Linked DNA regions of Danio rerio: region 2 is linked to region 1. Evidence: chromatin contacts called from public Hi-C data. All regions are on one chromosome and are shown on one strand. The core of a region is the stretch at or near the end of the contact, and the rest is flanking DNA. Distances in the headings are between cores, read along the strand shown.

Region 1 (4,962 bases), core at 1,484-3,983:
TCTTTATGTCTCACAATTCTGACCCTCTGTTTTAGAACTGCACAATGAATGTCGTATTTGCAAGTTAAGACAGATTTGAGAAATATATACACTTGTAAATGTAAGAAATACACTTTCTAGTTTAGTAGATAAACTCAACTCTGAAGGAGAAAGACTGATTATATAACTTTAAATTGCAGATTCACATCTTGCATTCATTCAATCATTTTCTTTTCGGCTTAGTCCCTTTATTAATCCTGGGTCACCACCGCGGAATGAACTGCCAACTTAACCAGCACATGTTTTACGCAGCAGATGCCTTTCCAGCTGCAACCAATCTCTGGGAAACATCCATACACACTCATACACTACAGACAATTTAGCTAACCCATTTCACCTATACCTCATGTCTTTGGACTGTGGGGGAAACCGGAGCACCCGGAGGAAACCGGGGAGAACATGCAAACTTCACATAGAAACACTAACTGACCAAGTCGAGGCTCGACCAGTGACCTTCTTGCTGTGAGGCGACAGCAATACCTACTGCGCCACTGCGTCGCCCCACATCTAACAGTTGTGAGGAAAAAATGCAATTAAAAAGTCGCAATTACCTCTCTCTTCTGCAATTACCTCTCTCTTCTCCCTTACATAGTTATGCTCTGTGTTCTAAATTGATCCCATTCTGGGCTGAAATATTTAAAACTCTATCTAAAATTTTACATTGTGAATTAGTTTTCGACCCACTTTTGGTCATATTCGGAATTTCAGACAAAACTAGATCACTCCAGGATTCTCAAAAACAACGACTGTCTTACAGTCTTATTGTGGCAAAGAAGCTGGTGCTAAGGTTTTGGAAATCAACAGAATCCCCATCATTTAAATCCTGGCTGGAAGAATTACCTAAATTAGCACATTTGGAAAGAATCGAATTTCTTATGGCAAAGAAATTGAAAAAATTTGACAAGATTTGATCTCCTCTATCCTGGAAGAGTAGGTTAAAAACCCAGATGGTGAAGGTCACAGTACTGCATAAGCTTTAGTCCCAGCCGTGGGGTGGGTTTTAGGGGTTAATAGACGTTTTGTGTTTTTATTTTTATTTATTTATTTATTTTATTTTTTTGAAAAGTGTATTCTGGGTCTATACAATTTTTTTATTTTATTTTTATTTTTTGTGTGTGTGTGTCTGTGTGTTATTTAATTTGTTGAAATCTTTTTTGCAAAATAAATAAATAAATAAATAAAACTAGAGATGTTGTAATATTTGATGTAATGCTGTGCAATGCAATGCAATGGATATCTTAATTTAAAAAAACTTTTAAAAAAATTGCAAATAATTACCTTTATTTTTATTTATTTATTTATTTATTTATTTAGTTTGTTAGTTTGTTTGTTTGTTTGTTTGTAATCTGTAGTCCAAACAAGATTTCATACTATCCTCAGAGGAACCATTATAAAGTTTGAAATTTTTATATTACAAAAACATGTCAAATAATTAAAACAAAATTAGCTTCTCTTGTTTCATATTTACATTTTTTTCTATAATACTTATTTAAGATTCAATGTAGTTCTTGCCCGTGGTGGGCAGCGATGTCACCTCACAGCAAGAAGGTCACTGGTTCGAGCCTCACCTGGGTCAGTTGCCATTTCTGTGTGGAGTTTGCATGTTCTCCCCATGTTGGCATGGGTTTCCTCCAGGTGCTCCGGTTTCCCCCACAACTCCAAAGACATACGCTATAGGTGAATTGGGCAAACTATATTGGCATTAGGCGACGCAGTGGCGTAGTAGGTAGTGCTGTCGCCTCACAGCAAGAACGTCGCTGGTTCGAGCCTTGGCTGGGTCAGTTGGCGTTTCTAAGTATAGTTTGCATGTTTTCCCTGCGTTCGCGTGGGTTTCCACTGGGTGCTCCGGTTTCCCCCACTGTCCAAAGACATGCGGTACAGGTGAATTGGGTAAGCTAAATTGTCTGTAGTGTATGTATGTGAATGAGAGTGTATGGGTGTTTCCCAGTGATGGATTGCAGCTGGAAGGGCATCCACTGCGCAAAACATATGCTGGATAAGTTGGCGGTTCATTCTGTTGTGGCAACCCCTGATTAATAAGAAGCACTAAGCCGAAAACATTTACAAATTGACGATCAAACCATTTGAGAAGTCAACACCTCAAAAAACATTGTGTAATTAATTCATTGAGCAATACCAAAAAAGATGAGCACAAACACATCTGACAATGCAGGCACCATATTGACAATGCCAAAATAATACTTGACGACACCATTCGTTTCTCGTCTTAACAAATAATTCTGATTTAATAATTAAATGATTTCATTTTAAAGTAATTCTGAGCAGTATAAGCTCTAAATGTCTCAACTTGCTATTCAGGAGCTTACAATAAACCCTTCATTTATCAATTGACTTATTTTGGTTATGTCCCCAAATGGACATTTTGCAAGTGGACTAATACTATTATTAAATGTGCAGATCTCTAGAACATATAGGCTCTTTTTCTGTTTATTTGTATTTTAGCTAGCAAGTTAGCTTAATGATGCTTCCGGATTCGGCAATGAAATCCAGCAACAGACTGATTTAAAATGAGAAATAACTCACCTGACGGGCCATCAGAGACTTGATTTTCTGCATCGAACAGTCGAGGACACTAAACAGTAAAACGCGATGTTTTCTGTGATGCTTTTCTGTCAAAAGGCGATTCCTGCAGTGCTAGACAGGTGCCATGTTCACTGTTGCGCTCACGTGACAGCCGAGCAGTGCAACGTGGGATTTGTAGTTCTTTGTCAGACAAGCGTACTAAAACATAATGCTTTTGGTAAATGTTAAACAATTGTGATATGGAAATTCATTCAATCATTTATCTTCCTTTGGCTTCGTGCCATATTTATTAGAGGTTCCACAGCGGAATGAACCACCATATTGAAGTCATTAGTATAAATGTTAAAGTTAGACTACAGGTTAAAAATGACATCATGTTATGCTTTTGTAGGCTAATAATTATGCTTTTAATTACTTTTTAATTATAATTGAGTTTTCTACTTCAACTAGTATACAATAATAAGGTTTTTAAGTCAGAATTCCAACGTTTATCTAATAATTATGAGTTAGTAAAAGCACATTTTGACTTTTTACTTCATATTTCTTTGTTGTAATTTTGAGCCTTTGCTTTATTTCACCGTGTGTGTGTGTGTGTGTGTGTGTGTGTGTGTGTGTGTGTGTGTGTGTGTGTGTGTGTGTGTGTGTGTGTGTGTGTGTGAAGCTAACAGTAAATATGGACCTTTAAGGGACATTTTTTGTACTTGCGAGAGAGAAAAAAAGCTATTTTTTAAAAATGTCTTGGGTTTAAGGGTAGGAGGATATATTCATTCATTCAATTTCCTTCAGCTTAGTTCCTTTATTCAACAGGGGTCGCCACAGCTGAATGAACTGTCAACTTATCCAGCATATGTTGTGGATGCCCTTCCAACTGCAACCCACTTTCACATGAACACACACTCATACTACGGCCAATTTAGCATATTCAATTCACCTATAGCACACGTGTTTGGACTGTGGAGGAAACCGGAGCACAGAAGAGAACACACCAACAGGTAGAACATGCAAACTCCACACAGAAATGCCAACTGACCCAGCCAGGACTTGAACCCGGGACATAACCACTGAGCCACCGTGTTACCCAAGGATTCATACAGTATAAAATCCCTACTTCCAAAAGAAGTCCCGATAAAGATAGTTGTACAACTGTGCATGTGTGTTCACAAGTAAAGCAATAACAGTCAATGTTGACCTTTTAGTGACATTTTTTGATCCTTCTGAAGAAATAAATAATAAATAATGAGCTATTTTAAATAATGTAAAAATGGCTTGGGTTTAAGAGTAGGAGGATATAATTTACAGTATAAAAATCTTTACTTCTAAGGCAAGTTGCCATAAAGATGTCTGTACAATTGTGCATGTGTGAGTGTATGTAAGTAAAGCAATAACAGTAAATGTTGACCTTTTAGTGACATTTTTTGGCACTTGTGAGGAAATAAACAATCAATTATAAGCTATTTTGAATAATGTAAAACATGTGCAATGTAATAATGGACTGGGTTTAGGGGTAGGAAAATAGGTATTAAATACAGTATAAAATCATTACATCCATGGGAAGTCCCCACAAATATAGCCATACAACTGTGTGTGTGTGTGTGCGTGCGTGTGTGTGTGTGTGTGTGTGTCGCCTGAGACAAAACTATAGTTCACATGACTAAACTCCACTTTTATGTTTAAAGCTAAATTAAAAAGCTGGCATGCCTTGAGCAGTTATATTTGTATAATCTGGTGTAAATACCCTGGTAGAAACACTTATTAGAAATTTCCATAATTTGCCTCTCCACCCTTATGCGACAATTAAACAAAAAAGCTTTCACATGTCTCTTGTCTTCCCACATGAAAAAAATACTACAATAATTTAATGTAAACAGTAAAATGTATTATACTGAATACATTAGTATCTACAACTTTGTGTGGTTCCTACATCATAGCGTACAATGAAATATAGTATGATAATAATAAATACTGTAGTATACTTTAGTGTTTTATACAGTAGACATGGTGTATTGTAATACAATGTAGTTAAAAAAACACTACAGCATTGAGTCATTTGTTATATGGTAGCACAACCTCACAGCAAGAAGGCTGCTTGTTCGAGGTGTAAAACTGGATAAGTTGGTGGTTCATTCTGCTGTAGCGACCCCTGATTAATAAAGGGACTATAGCTGTAAAGAAACTGAACGAACACGATATAATAAGATAATTAATGAATAAAGCACTTTTTAAAAACAACAAGTGCTTACCAAAGTGCTCTACGCACATCTAAAACAAAAGACAAATACAACAGATCTTTCATTGGTATTTAAAGCCAAAGCGTAAAAATGATTTTAAGACGATTTAAAAACAGAAAGGGAATGAGTTGTATTACAGCAACTATACCAG
Region 2 (5,809 bases), core at 2,994-5,493, 480 kb before region 1:
GTAGTCTGATTTATTACAACACTTCAAAGGGGAATACACAGCATATGTAGGTCCAAATTCTGAATATTCATTAACAATGAAGGGAAAAAAGCCATTTAGAGTTAACCAACGTCTATCCGTGTTTGAGAATGTCCTTTTTTGGGCAGCGAATTCCAGCAAGTATTACGTTTTTAACAGGTGTCCATGGGCAGCAGTGAACACTAAACTGCGAATGTTGGGGGATTTTCTGTCCACTTTAGCAAATGACACATCCACCTTTCTCCTTGAACGGGTTCTTCTCCTCTGGAATGCCTTTGACCAGAGGATCTTCATCCGCTCCTCCTTGAATGTACTCTGTAATCTCTTCACAGCATTTGGACACCTGATCGAAAGATGTAATGTAAATGTAGATTTATATATACTGCTGGTTAAAGGTTTGGGGTCAGTATGTTTAAAATAAGCTTCTCCTGCTCACCAAGGCTACATTAATTTCATCACAAATACAGTGCAAATTGTAAAATTGTGAAGTGTTATTGCACTATAAAATAACTGTTCAAAAGTAGTTTAGAATTTAATTTAATCCTTTATTCCAGTGATTTAAAGATGAATTTTCATCTTCATTACTCTTGTCTTCAGTCACATGATCCTTCAGAAATCACTCTAATATTAATTATTATTATTCATGGTAATTGTAATAAAATCAACAATGACTGGATTAATAATTAGATTTGAAACTAAGAAATCAGTTATTTTAAAAAATTAACAAATGCCTCCTTGATTAACAGAAAAATTTTATTTAAAAAAAAAATACATAAAATAAAACCTCACCCAAAATTTTGACAGCTAGTGTTTATATCGCATTGAAGTGGCAAAACATAGAGCATTTCCAACAGTACTGTTTGCCATTACTAAAAAAACTTGCTTGCTCAAACTACTTAGTTAAGATGAGTTGAAACAACTTAATTCTTAAGGTTTTTTTCCGAACAACTTAATTGTTTATGTTCATTCCACTTAAATTTGTAAAAAAAACTAAACAAAACAATGAAATTAACTTGTCGATTTGTGTTGGGACAACATGAAGTTATTGTGTGGAACCCAGCATTTTTTTTTTTAATGAATGATCAGTGTTTGTTTGGTGTATATGAAGTATATAAATATATGTTTTGTCTGTTCGATTTATTAACAAAATAACTAGTTACTGTAATTAAATTACTTTCCCACTGAAAAAAAATATTTTAAGTGATTACTTTTTACTTTTAAGGTAATTTAATTACATTTACATATAATATACTTGCCTTAAATTCTACCATTCTCTACCATTCTGTATAAATCTATTCAGAGAAGTAGAGATCAAGACAATTGCATGCACTGTAAAAAGTGAAAACTACTTCAGAAATGACTTCAGTTTGTTAAATCTAGATGAATTAATTAGTTTCCACTTAATTCATTATGTTTTTCAGTAATAAATAAGTTGGAAAAACTTATTCTACATAACTACATTCTTTTAGATGTAAGAAGCTGAAGTCATTTATTTAAGCTGTTCTAATGAGGCTTTTTCAGTGTGTGCTTAAGAAAAAAAAATATTGAGAATTAATTCATGACATCATAAGGTATAAAACCTAAATTAATATTATATTACATAATAATTTATTAAATTATAAAGATATATAATAAAAACATCTAATTTAATTATTCAGATATTATGCATATTAACTCTAATAATTGAAGAGTGCAAAAACCTCTAACTGCGGTCTGAAATGTTCTCCTAATATAAGAATTTATCTCAACCTCCTATGTTTAAGTTCAGTTATTTCACTTGAAAGGCTATGAAAAGTCACTATAAGTGTAAAACTACTGAGCCAACACACAAGAGTCTGAGAAAAATACTAAATTTATAGGAAAACATCAAATGGCTTTTAGAGGTTTTTGCATCTGAAGTCTTCAATTATAAATCTAATATATAGTTTTTTCAATTAAAGAAGGTTAGATTTGTCCAACAGTTGTATATGCTTAAGAAATGTGTCAAATAATGCTATGTATGAAATATGGTGTCTTTAATATAAAATGTTTTTATAGATATGTACATTTTAAGTGTTTTTTTCTCTTTAAATAAAAATAAAAGTTTCTGTTTGACTCAAATTGAACAAATTAAGATATAATTTCTATTGTAAAATTTATGTGAATGTTTTATTAATGCATAAATTCATTGAATTACTTATTGAGTAACTTTTCACACAAAGTTATTAGAAAAGTAATCTAAATACTATTGTAATGATGTAATTAGTATTGGATTGCTTTTTTGAAGTAAGTTATCCAACCCTGCCCATAACACAATTGCTTACCTTCGCCCTTTCTAGCTTCACCTCAGTTTTGAGCTGGGTTACTTCCATCTTCGCCTTATCCAGGTCAGTCATATTTTCTACATCTATGATCGGCATTTTCTGCATGAAATCAAACAATCATATCATTTACATGTTGTGTTGAATGAATGGATTATATTTGATATTCAATATACTGGAAATAAGCAAACTTACTGCTGCTTACGATGAGGTCTCCACTCTGGAAAATGGACAGAGATTCTGCACATCTCTCTCAATCCGGTTTATAAAGTAATCTGCATAAACATTGCAATCTCTTAATCTCATTAAAACAAGTACTCTTATTTTACCTTTCTATAGTCTTCTTTTTTTCTTTGTGGTTAACTATTATTGTGGATTAAAATACATTCGGCAAATGAAATGCATACTTGTACAACTCAATTATATCCTAAAGATAATCAAATTGGCATGAAAGGTTTTCTGCTAATGAGCGATGGATTGCAATGTAGGTCAAGGGGACATAGAAAGTATTACAGGCTACTGTGATGAGCATGCTAATCCATGTTACCCTTAACCTGTCACATTAGATAATACATGATCATACAAGATATGACATGTGTTCTTTCACAAAATGTTATATTATGCGCTACATTAAAACATATATTATATCATATTATATTATATTATAAAAATATTTATTATTTACTCATTTAATTTCTGTATTTTATTTTATTGTTAAATAATGTATATAAAATTAAGTTCATCAACTTGAAAAAGGTTTCTTTTATTTAAAAAAGTTTTAATTTAAATTGTATTCGTTTATTTCTACATAAATAATTTTTAAACCAATTTTAAACTTAAAATGATTTATTTTTAAATTTGTTTTTATTTTATTTTTTTGGCTTTGTTATTAATTTATTTTTAGTACTGGATTGTAATCAGTCTACAATATTATGTATCATCATTTATTTATTTTAATATTATTAATATATTTATCACAAAATAATAATTTTATTATATGCTACTATTATCGTTGTCACATTTATAGAAGATATTTAATTACAATAATAATTATATTTAGTTATATTTATATTTTATTATATTATGTTTAGACATATTATAGTATTTTATGGTATATATTGTTTAATTTGTCGTTATTATTATAAAATAATAATGATTATGATAATTCTACTTTTATTTGGTTGGTTATATATTATGTCTTATATATAGTGTGTATAATAGTTTATGTGTGTGAATAGGAGTCTATGGGTGTTTCCCAGTGATGGATTACAGCTGGAAGGGCATCTGCTACGTAAAACATATGCTGGATAAATTAGTAGTTTATTCTGCTGTGGCAACCCCAGATTAAAAAAGGGACTAAGCCGAAAAGAAAATGAATAAATGATATAATTTTAATTATATAGTATTATTATAGTTACTATTATTATTTTATTATATTGGTACATTTATATATATATATATATATATATATATATATATATATATATATATATATATATATATATATATATATATATATATATATATATATATATATATATATATGAAATGTATCAACATATTAAAAGAATAATAGTAATAATACTATATAATTAAAATTGTAATACTATATTAAAAGAGGTAACTTAAATTGTTGTACTTTTATATATTGTATTGTATACACAAATAGCCTACATAAAAACTATGTATATTTTAATAATAATATGTAAAAGACTAATATGAATCTGCCATTGAAATATCTCTGAAATATGCCGTAATTATTTATTTCCTCCTTTGGGAATGGGAATAGACGTAGTTTGCTGTAGTCCTGGGTGTAATTGTGATGGAAATGACTAAGTTCAGCCCGCCCTTTCAATTCCACCCCTGGCAGAATCTCCTTTTATAAGCCCATGATTGTGTGAGAAGTCAAGTCATATCAGGCGAGCAACATAACATTAACATATCAGACTTACACGCGATCTCACGACCCCAAGTCCATCACAATGGCGTGTGATTTACTCGGAGCTCTGTTGCTTTTCATTTCTGTGCTAGAAAGCGCCGTCGGACTGACGTTACAACCTAAAGGTAAAGATAACATTGAGCAGTTCCAAAGTTGTGAAACTGGGCGAAACGAGCGGTTCTGTTCAATGCTGATACGCAAATTTGGCTTTTAATATTTTTAATGCGATTTTTTTTATTCGCTCACAGAAGTTTGTCTGTTGCAAATTGAAGAAGGGACGTGTAATGACGACATTCAGCGGTTTTACTACAATACAATCAGCCAGCAGTGTGAAGAGTTCAGCTACAGCGGCTGTGGAGGAAACCAAAACAACTTCAGGTCTTTCGTGGAATGTCAGAAAACATGCTTCAGGATACCAAGTACGTTCATTTTCAAGTACAAATGCTGTCAAATCACCAAAAATGCAGTAAACAACCATGTTGACTATATTTGTGGGAATAGTTAAAAATACAGTCAAAATTTTATGACCAAAATCATTAGAATTTTAACTTTCCTACCATATTTTAGATATAAGGCCTATAACAACTTAGTTGTGAGCCAAATTTTCCCTCTATGTTCAATGTTTTGTGTGTTGTATGTTGTTTTTTTATTTCATTAATTACTTTACAATACTGTTGTATTGTGTTATGTAAATAAACAAATATATTAAAAGTTAATTTTTGATTAGTATTAAGAACTTCATTTGGACTTTACTTGATTGCTTGCCTTAAATAAATTAAGCAGTTAAATGTAAATCCAGTTAGAAGTAATCCGTTTAGAGAAGTAGTAATGATTATTTAGCAGATCAATGCTTTAACAAAAGAAAAAGCATTTATTATTTATCAAGACAGTTGTATGTGCTCAAGAAAAACAGATATTGAGAATTACTTCATGACATTATAAGGTACAATACTTTACTTAAAAAGATATAATAAATAACGCTTTATTAAATTCTAAGGTATATAATAAATATATATTTTTAGTTATTTAGAAATTATGCATATTAATTCTAATAATTATAAATTTAGTGTATAACTTTTTTATTAAAGAAGGTTGTGCGCCTGATTTTTCTCTAAATTCAATTCAATTCAATTCAAGGTTTTATGTGTTCTATGTTTTTTATTACATTAATTTTTTTTTACAATACTGTTGTATTGTGCTTTATAAATAAAGTAAGTAAATTAATAAATCCAAAGTATTTTTTTGATTGGTATTATGCATAGCTAAGAACTTATTTGGAGTTTACGTGATTTTTAAAAATGTATATATTAGTTATATTTCTTTTTTCTTAATTTGAACATAATTTGAACTTTTAAGGTGATATTCTCAATATTTATGTATTTTTTTTACTCTGAGATTACAGATTTTTAAATAAATACTGTAAATTAAAATGCACCGTTATGACTGTTTTTTGGTCCATAGTCACATTTGGTTTATCAAAACAAATTGTTGGTTCTCCAAAGAACCTTTTAGTTATCAGTTCCTAAAATAACCTTTTTATTGGCTTGAATTA

What was found. Hi-C and Micro-C count contacts between places; a contact is called where the count stands out from the background.
Region 2: a contact with region 1 is called in a Hi-C map of an unstated tissue, with 2.9 times the contacts expected there. The contact joins the promoter of tfpi2 here to the promoter of vps50 in region 1. A contact is called at or near these places in 3 of 18 Hi-C or Micro-C datasets (caudal fin, hematopoietic stem cells and an unstated tissue).

The regions. Positions count from the first base shown.
Region 1 is chr19:43,006,630-43,011,591 of GRCz12tu, reverse strand. vps50 (VPS50 subunit of EARP/GARPII complex) reads right to left here and starts at 2,733. Exons shown (of 29, transcript XR_012395230.1): 1 at 2,584-2,733.
Region 2 is chr19:43,482,943-43,488,751 of GRCz12tu, reverse strand. It overlaps tfpi2 (tissue factor pathway inhibitor 2), which reads left to right and starts at 4,243. Exons shown (of 5, transcript NM_001040096.2): 1 at 4,243-4,382; 2 at 4,506-4,676. The coding sequence starts at 4,301. It overlaps gngt1 (guanine nucleotide binding protein (G protein), gamma transducing activity polypeptide 1), which reads right to left and starts at 2,537. Exons shown (of 3, transcript NM_199967.1): 1 at 2,514-2,537; 2 at 2,322-2,420; 3 at 1-361. The coding sequence starts at 2,417. The coding sequence ends at 236.